3 separate regions of the Mus musculus genome follow, and regions 2 and 3 are each linked to region 1. Evidence: chromatin contacts called from public promoter capture Hi-C data. All regions are on one chromosome and are shown on one strand. The core of a region is the stretch at or near the end of the contact, and the rest is flanking DNA. Distances in the headings are between cores, read along the strand shown.

Region 1 (2,747 bases), core at 150-2,649:
GTCTGGAACTCCACCCTCCTCAAGAGTCTCTTCCAGTCATGCCAACCTTCAGTCCAGTTCCTGGGTTGCTTGCCCAGCTCTTAAGGTCCCATATCCAGACCGATCTTGTTAGAGTCCACGTACCAGTCACCTCTCCATGCCCTCAGCTTCCTCATCTGTAAGCTGGGCTCAAAGCAGCTCCCACACATAGTTCCAGAAGAACTCAGTGAACATATGGGCAACCTCTCCCACTTCACTCCCCTCGGGGAGATACAATTTGGATCCTGTGGCTTCAGGACCCATCTGTCAAGAATGTTCTCCCAGAGCCAGGCAGTAGTGGTGAATGCCTTTAATCCCAGCACTTGGGAGGCAGAGGCAGGCATTGAGGCCAGCCTGGTCTACAGAGTGAGATCAGGACAGCCAGGCTATACAGAGAAACCATCTCGAAAAAAAAGAGAAAATGTTCTCCCAGTCAGGGAGTCACACTCTTCTAAACAGTCACTACACAGACCTCAGACCAGAGGACAGTGGTGCATGTCCTTCAGGGCAGGGGATGGGGCAGCTTGACCCCACTAAGTTGGAACAAGACCCTAGACCTGGAACCCTTAAGACCTTCCATGGGAACCCCTCTACACACACACACACACACACACACACACACACACACACACACACACACACGAACGAACGACAGGGCTGACATGCAAGGCCCACAGACCCCAAGAACAACCCTGCCAACGGGAAGCCCCAGAGACACACAAACAAAGACACAGGATCCCACTTATGGGCCACCAGAAACCAGATGGCTGCAGACCCAAAGACACACACCAGACTGATTCAGGGACCCAGAGACAAAGACCCAAAGCGCGTGAAATCTACATTCGCCTCCAAGGACCTGAGAGAAGATTCATCTAGCATGGCCTTCAACGGGCCTGACCTGTTTACCCAATCCATGCCCAGCGGACCGGGCCTGCCTGGCCTGTGGGCCTGGGTAAGGCCGGGGCGGTGGCAGGGAAAACCAGGGCGGCGCCGGGGGCAGGATTCTCCGCCCCGCAATCCCAGCCCCGGAGCACCCAACAGCCTGCGCCCAGAGCGCTCGCTCACCCGGGCGGCGGGCGGTGGCACCATTCAGGGCCGCTCCCAGGATGAGGCCGGAGAGCAGCAGCCGTAGCAGCCGCAGGTGCCGCGGGGAAGGCGGAGGGACGGGCGTCGCCATGCTTCAGCGCCGCTACCCGGGCAGCATGGCACCCCACGGCCCCGGGCTCGGTACCCACTCCGGGAACTGCGACTGGAGAAGCCGGGAAGCGAGAGGGGCGGAGGAGGAAGAGGAAAAGAGGAGGCGGTGGCGCTGACGTTGCGGCAATGGATCCGGGATGGGATGGAGGCGCGGCGGCCAGAGAAAAGTGTCGGGAGTGCGCCTGCGCGCTCCACCTGCGGGGGCGGGACATCTCCTCTAGTCTGAGCCCCCTCCCTCTGCATCCTGTTGGGGGGTCCCCTTTTGTCAGGCGTCTGAGTGCTTCGGGCCCTCTAGCCTCTACAGCAGAATGCCTCCTCATTCATTACCCAAGAATCTGACTTGGAATTGACTAACGGTGGGCGTCCCAGGATGCACGCCTTCTTCTTAGTGGTCCGACTGCCAAACCCTCACCACTCACCCTGTTAGAATGGAGGACCTTAGACTAGGGGAACACCAGGGACAAATCCTGGCTATGTAGACTAGGCTGACTGTTGCAGGTTTGCAAAATGTATCCCACAAAGGATAAAGAGGTGTATAGAGATATACAGGTGTACTCAGAGACGTGCCCGGGCTTTCTAAAACCAGGAAGAAAAGCATACAAGAGGCTCACAAGATCAAGCCAGACTCGCTCCCGAATGGTACCACCAGGGGGCGAGAGTAACTTGACGTAGTTGACAGTTGTCTGGGAGCTGTCCAAGGTGGTCATGATCCCAGGTAATGGCTTTCAGCTCCCTTGAGTCACACAACATGGAACATGCATGGTGCCTGGTGATCACCATTCATGTGCAGTCCCCTTTGAGCACACTCCACCCCCGCCAGAGACCTCCCCCTGGTTGAGTCATGAAGGCAATGTTGAAGATCAGTGTGGTGGTTCCTGCCTTTAATCCCATCTCTCAAGATGCTGAGACCAGCCTAGTCTACATATCGAGTTCCAGGACAGTCATGAATATATAATGAGACCCTATCTTAAGAATGAAAAACAGGCCTGGACGATGGTGGTGCACTCGGAGGCAGAAGCAAGCAGATCTCTGTAAGTTCAAGGCCAGCCAGGTCTACAAAGTAAGTTCCAGGACAACAGCCAAGGTTACACAGAGACCCTTGTCACATGCAAAAAACACAAACACCACACACAGAGAAAAGAACAAGGTTGAGTTCCTCAGCCCTCCACTTCTTCCCGTCCTTCAGGCTCACAAACTTAAAGAGGAGGCTGTCAGTGCAGGTTTATACATTTATCAAATGATTCTCTCTCTCTCTCTCTCTCTCTCTCTCTCTCTCTCTCTCTCTCTCTCTGTGCGCGCGCGTGCGTGCGCGCATGCGCTCACTAGCGGCTACCATCCCAACCCAGCCCTCAAGAGGCATTGACTGAACAGAAATAGTCTGAGCTAATTTTCCATAAAAGAAGCAAGGGAGAAGTCCACGCTTTTTTTTTTTCCCGAGACAGGGTTCCTCTGTATAGCACTGGCTGTCCTGGAACTCACTTTGTAGACCAGGCTGGCCTCGAACTCAGAAATCTGCCTGCCTCTGCCTCCCG
Region 2 (2,747 bases), core at 150-2,649, 190 kb after region 1:
AGTCCCCTTTCACCCCACTATACCAAGATGCAAATGATTCTTCTGAACTGTGGTCTCTGGTGTGCCTGGTTGCCCATCCTTTGCCCAATGGGCTGTCTTGAATATGTGGCTTTCTGCTTCCCTGGTATTTCTGGCTTTCTCTGTTCCTGCGTGGTGTTCTTTTCTTCAGGATTGAAATGGCAGTCTGGGAACTAACCCTAAGCTTTCTGACCTAGGATAGAATAGGAAAAGGCAATGTGGGACAATCTAATCCACTCACCTAAGGTCCAGCATCTACCTGAGGATCAGGGATGCTTGCTGGGCTGAGGAACTATTGGGATGGGATGGGAAGTCAGAACCTGGGGTGCAGACACCTGTCTGCAGACAGCCTTGCCTAGCCCACTGAGGTAGGACCCAGGGAATCAGCTCACCAGACACTGGCCCTACTCCCCTGGAGCCTTGACCTGAAGAGTCAACTGGGTTTGGTAACTTGTGTTCTGAGAACCCACGCCCAAAGCCTTCCCACCCTAGCCCCTGCCCAATGATGGTTCCCTCAGCACTGTTGATCTGCCTTCCTACTTAGAAGTAGCCCCCTTCAGGAGCCTTGCCCTGCAGCTAGTAATAGCAATTTCTCCAGAGCTCTCTCCATACTTTCTTCCACACCCAGACACAGATCTCACTAAAGAACGTTTTTAAAATGTATTTTATGTGTATGGTGTTTTGTTTGCTTGTATGTATGTGTATGTGTGCTTAGTACCCAGAAGACATTAGATTCCTTGGAAGTGACGTTACAGAGCTGCTATGTAGGTGCTGGAACTGAACCCAGGCCCCCTGCAATAAGCAGAAAACGTTCTTAACTGCTGAGCTATTATTTTCCTAGCTCTCAGAGCTGATTTCTTTCTTTCTTTCCATCCTCCCCAGACAGGCCCTGGCTGTCTTGGAAGTTACTGTGTAAACCAGGCTAGTCCTGAACTAACAGAGAGTCTCCTGGTTCTACCTCCCAAGTGCTAGGATTAAAGATATGCATCATTGCCAAGTGTGACAGCACAAGCCTTTAACCCCAGCAGTCAGGAAGCAGAGGGTCTGAGTTTGAGACAACCAAGTCTAAAGTGTCCATGTCTCAAGGGGGAAAAAAATTGTACTACTAAGCCCAAACCAGAACTCACTTAAAAAGTGACTTCATTTATGCATATAAATGCATGTATGTCTGTATACCCCATGGTGCTTGTGGAGGTCAGAAGAGGGCATCAGATCCCCTGAAACTGTCGTAGGTTCTGGTTCCCAGAGAGCAGTCGAACTGAAAAGCTGAAATTTTCATCGTACTGACAAGAGCGCGGGCTAGAGTGGCTAAGGCCTCCGGAGATGGGGTAACTTCACATCTCGACCCCGCCCCTTGAGCACGTTCTCACGACCTCTCACTGGGTAGCAAGTCGCTGCTCGGAACCTGCGGGCGGCGGAGGCGTTTTCCCGGGGCCTATTGGCTGCTGGACCTAGGCAGTCAAGGGCGGAAGTGGGAGGTGTGGGTCCGTGCGAGCTGCTCTGCTGACGCGATCTGGCCACACTGGAGGCGGCGGGCGAACGGGGCTTGGGGGGTCCTCGTGGCACCGTGGAGAGGGCTTCTGGGGCTCCGTCAGGGTCCGCTACGGCTCCAGCGGAGCGCGGTGGGGATGGGGTACACAGCCGAGCGTCCGCCGGAGCCTCCGCCATGTTCGCGGGGCTCCAGGACCTGGGCGTGGCCAATGGCGAGGACCTGAAAGAGACCCTGACCAACTGCACCGAGCCTCTCAAGGCCATTGAACAATTTCAGGTGGGCAGAAGGGGCCGGGGCAGCTAGGGAAGCTGGACACAATTCGGCGCGCTCCCGACGCTTGGATGGAGGCGCTAAAGGTTCTGCGCTAGGGACCCGCTGAGTAACTGAGTGTTTTCCCTTTTCCGCTGTTACTATGGCGGACCCTAGTACTCGGCATCCGTGGTGTCCGTGCTGACTTGGCTGCGGCCAAGCAAAATGCGTACGCGTTTACCCTCTGCTTCTCCAGACAGAGAATGGCGTGTTGCTGCCTTCCCTGCAGTCGGCCCTGCCCTTCTTGGATCTACACGGGACACCGCGGCTGGAGTTCCATCAGTCAGTGTTTGATGAACTACGTGACAAACTTCTGGAACGAGTGTCAGCAATTGCCTCTGAGGGAAAGGCAGAGGAGAGGTGGGTCTCTACCAGGAAGCTGCTTATCTTTGTGAGTAGCATTGATGGTCTCCATGGCTGCACAGCCCTACCTGTAGATACAACCTGGAATGGAATGTGTTTGAGGGATTCCTCTTCTCTGTATGTTCTGCATGTGGAGACACACTTCCTCAGCTGTGCAAATCTGTGCAGGTACAAGAAGCTGGAAGACCTTCTGGAAAAGAGCTTTTCTTTGGTCAAGATGCCATCCCTACAACCAGTGGTGATGTGTGTTATGAAACACTTGCCCAAGGTGAGAACTGTGGGGCCAGCCTCTCAGACTGTGTGTTTAGTGCAGGAAGTTGCTTAGCTCTGGGAAAGTTTGATGGACTTGCCCTCCAGCAAGCTCTGGGCCCCTTCTTTATATCACACACTTCCCCTGGTTGAGCCAAATGGAAATATTTATCCCTTGAAGTGCAGGGTGGGTCTTTTGTGGGAAGAGGACTGTGGAGATTCTGGATGCCTGAATTCACCTGCTAAGAGTTGGAGGTCCATCACAGTCTGGGCTCTGTAGGGTCTGTGGGCAGCTGAGGCCTCATGGAGGCAGCTG
Region 3 (2,747 bases), core at 114-2,613, 170 kb before region 1:
AGCAGGGGAAGCAGTGTGGGCGGCGACCCAACCAGAGTTAAGATCTGGGTAAGGATTTGAGCTCCCAACACCTACCCAACAAGATGGCCTTAAAAATCTGCCTTCCAGAGAAGATGGAGAGGTGGGAAGCGTGTGCTGACGAATTAGCAGACAACCCTACTGAGAGCAGCTCCTACCACGGAATGACTTGGGAATGAGTAAGGAACAGGGCTGTCCCTAATTAGGAACTGGACTAGGAAAGGTGCTTAGTAGTGAGCCACCAAGTGTGGGTACGGTTAAGGAGTCGGTGCCGAGGCCTGCCCCGAATCCAATCCTGTGTGCAAAAGTGCCCTGGCTGCACTCCAAGCTGAGAGAGAAGCCAAAGCCTGACGTGTTGTGGAGAGGTCTAGGCTTCCCTAAGCCCCTTGCCTGACCCCGTACCTGGATCTGAGCCCAGGACTTTGTGGAGGGTGTGACCCAGAGAGGGCTTGCGACCAGATTCTCCAAGAATCTTGGGAGAAGAAGAAGCCCCAAGCCCTTAGGAGCTCTGAAAGTTCAATTGCAAGAACCTGGGACACACACCTATGCACGAGGGTGTGCACACGCGCCAGCTACCCTCGACTGGATGTCCCCGGGACACTCCAGCTCTCTCTCCTTGGCCCCTGTCTTAGCACATGCCCGGATGCCGCTCTTGCAACACTTGCTGCCCCGCCGCCTGCCGCCCTCCCCAGGGGCTCCACAGTCCCTCCTGCGGCAGACTGGCAAGAACGCCTCTGACGAGAAGGGCAAGTGCTTTCGAACCAAGTAAAATAGAACTTGAATGTAGCTGCTGCTAATAACTCGGTAGTGGTGGTGGTGGTGGTCGTCGTCGTGGCCGGGGGGGGGGGGGGGGGGGGGAGCATTGCGTCAAAGCTTCCGGGAGTAGGAGCTTAACAACCCGCAACCGGAGTATTGTGGAAGGGGAGGCCCGAGGGTGTGAAGTGGAGTATGCAGGGGAGTACTTGAATTTGGAGAGACCGGAGAGAGATCCTCCGGTTTACAGGTGTTGGGGAAGAGAGGACTTCGGATTTATGGTTTACGGATTGAAGCCTTAGGACCCAGGAGTGGAACCGGAGTGCGTCCTTGCATCCTTTTGCTGCCCTGCAGCGGGTTGATTTACAGCACCACGGGTTAACCTATGCCTCGGCTCCTTTAACTGGGACTCATGAGCCCGATCCCAAAGCTGCAAAGAACTGGGTTGCAATTGGCCAGTCCGTGCCTCAGATTGGAGGTACAACTGGCTGAGGCTCTGGGCTAGGTAAGCATTCCCTCACGGGATTGGCCGTGGCTGCCAAAGGGCCCGCCTCCCTACGCATAGGCCTGGGTCGGGTTTGGTAAGGGGCTGTGGGGCCCAGAGATCGAGCGCTTCGGGGAACATGGCGGCGGACCTCGGTCAGATTCCTGATGTAGACATTGATTCGGATGGCGTCTTCAAGTATGTGCTGATTCGAGTCCACTTAGCAGAGCCTTCTGGGGATCCGGCGAAGGAGTGCAAGGAAATCGTGCGTGGCTACAAATGGGCTGAGTACCACGGTGAGGGCGGGGCCTCTGTGCCCTTGGAGGCGGGACGAAGGTTAGGGGCGGGGCCTTACAGTTGCTGGTAGCGGAGTAGTGACTGCTAATATATCATGACTTGTACTAACACATAGCTAGGCTGACCTAGAAACGTCGGGATTTGGGCAGAAAGGAGTGCCATGACTGGGATCTTCTTAATCCCGTCTCTCACTTCGAAAGTGTCTTCTTCCTCCCGTTCATCTTTTTGCCAGCGGGGGAAGGGCTCATCTTCTCTGGGAAAAAGACCACCAAGAGCTGGAGCTTCTGACCCCATATCCAGCCCTAGAGTTCAGTGTGGGGCCAACAAGGGCGGCTAGGGCATATCCTGAGGCCACTCTCCCCACCCCAGCGGACATCTATGACAAAGTGTCAGGCGAGCTGCAAAGGAATGGCTATGACTGTGAGTGCCTAGGCGGCGGGCGCATCTCCCATCAGAGCCAGGACAGGAAGATACACGTGTATGGCTACTCTATGGTGAGCTCCAGTCCCCAGGTCTCAGCCAGACTGCAAAGCTCACCTTTGTGAGCCTGACCCCACCCCCACCCCACCCCACCCCACCCCTCACACCACCATTCAGGCCACCTTTGGGACTCTGAAAGTTGGAGCTACAGAACCCTTACTTAAGGGCTGAATGGGTTTTCCTTTCCCCACGTTTTCCAAATGACACCTTGGGCTACATCCCCGACTTGCTCCAGATCCTGATGGGTCTGTGTCCTGACTCTCTAGGGGCCCTTGGAGCCACCAGTACTGGGGTCAAATTCACAGTTCTATGTTGATCCTTTTTCATAAAGTCCACCTTAGACCCTCAGGCATCACCTGAAGAGCTCTTCAGTCCTCATCATGATCCCAGTATGATTAGGATGGTAGGATCTGCTAACTTTCCCCAGGGCTGCTATTGCTGCGGCTTCTGGGTGGGCTCCCAAAGCAAAAAACTAGCAAACTGGCGGTCATCCTTTCTCTAGGGTTACGGTCGTGCCCAGCACTCTGTTTCAACTGAGAAGATCAAAGCCAAGTATCCTGACTATGAGGTCACCTGGGCTGACGATGGCTACTGAAGCTCTGCCCCACCCCCCACCCCCCGGACTAAGTCAGGTCTCTGCTCTTGCTGTGTTCTGTTTTGAGGGGCTGGCCCTGTGCTTTCCTTTTGTACCTTAGGCAGCATAGCACCTGCCAGG

The links. Capture Hi-C pulls out chosen DNA fragments and counts their contacts.
Region 2: a contact with region 1 is called in a promoter capture Hi-C map of adipose tissue. The contact joins the promoter of Nelfb here to the promoter of Npdc1 in region 1. A contact is called at or near these places in 3 of 39 promoter capture datasets (the SN4741 cell line, liver and neural stem cells), 1 of 15 datasets of contacts at CTCF or cohesin (the NIH/3T3 cell line), 4 of 484 Hi-C or Micro-C datasets (cerebellum, forebrain and uterus), 12 of 115 datasets of contacts at active chromatin or transcription factors (craniofacial prominence, embryonic basal ganglia, embryonic forebrain and 6 more) and 3 of 9 other capture datasets (adipose tissue, liver and pancreatic islet).
Region 3: a promoter capture Hi-C map of adipose tissue shows a contact between it and region 1. The contact joins the promoter of Phpt1 here to the promoter of Npdc1 in region 1. A contact is called at or near these places in 1 of 39 promoter capture datasets (neural stem cells), 2 of 15 datasets of contacts at CTCF or cohesin (CD8 T cells and embryonic stem cells), 3 of 484 Hi-C or Micro-C datasets (Th1 cells, forebrain and nephron progenitors), 6 of 115 datasets of contacts at active chromatin or transcription factors (bone marrow-derived macrophages, embryonic stem cells and neural tube) and 4 of 9 other capture datasets (adipose tissue, liver, macrophages and 1 more).

What each region holds. Positions count from the first base shown.
Region 1 is chr2:25,401,702-25,404,448 of GRCm38.p6, reverse strand. It overlaps Npdc1 (neural proliferation, differentiation and control 1), which reads right to left and starts at 1,399. Exons shown (of 9, transcript NM_008721.4): 1 at 1,084-1,399. The coding sequence starts at 1,195.
Region 2 is chr2:25,210,141-25,212,887 of GRCm38.p6, reverse strand. Nelfb (negative elongation factor complex member B) reads left to right here and starts at 1,399. Exons shown (of 13, transcript NM_021393.3): 1 at 1,399-1,786; 2 at 2,016-2,179; 3 at 2,351-2,450. The coding sequence starts at 1,541. It overlaps Stpg3 (sperm tail PG rich repeat containing 3), which reads left to right. Exons shown (of 6, transcript NM_028961.1): 6 at 1-329.
Region 3 is chr2:25,573,487-25,576,233 of GRCm38.p6, reverse strand. Phpt1 (phosphohistidine phosphatase 1) reads left to right here and starts at 1,363. Exons shown (of 3, transcript NM_029293.2): 1 at 1,363-1,551; 2 at 1,922-2,046; 3 at 2,535-2,747. The coding sequence starts at 1,395. The coding sequence ends at 2,627. Ajm1 (apical junction component 1) reads left to right here. Exons shown (of 1, transcript NM_001005424.2): 1 at 1-818.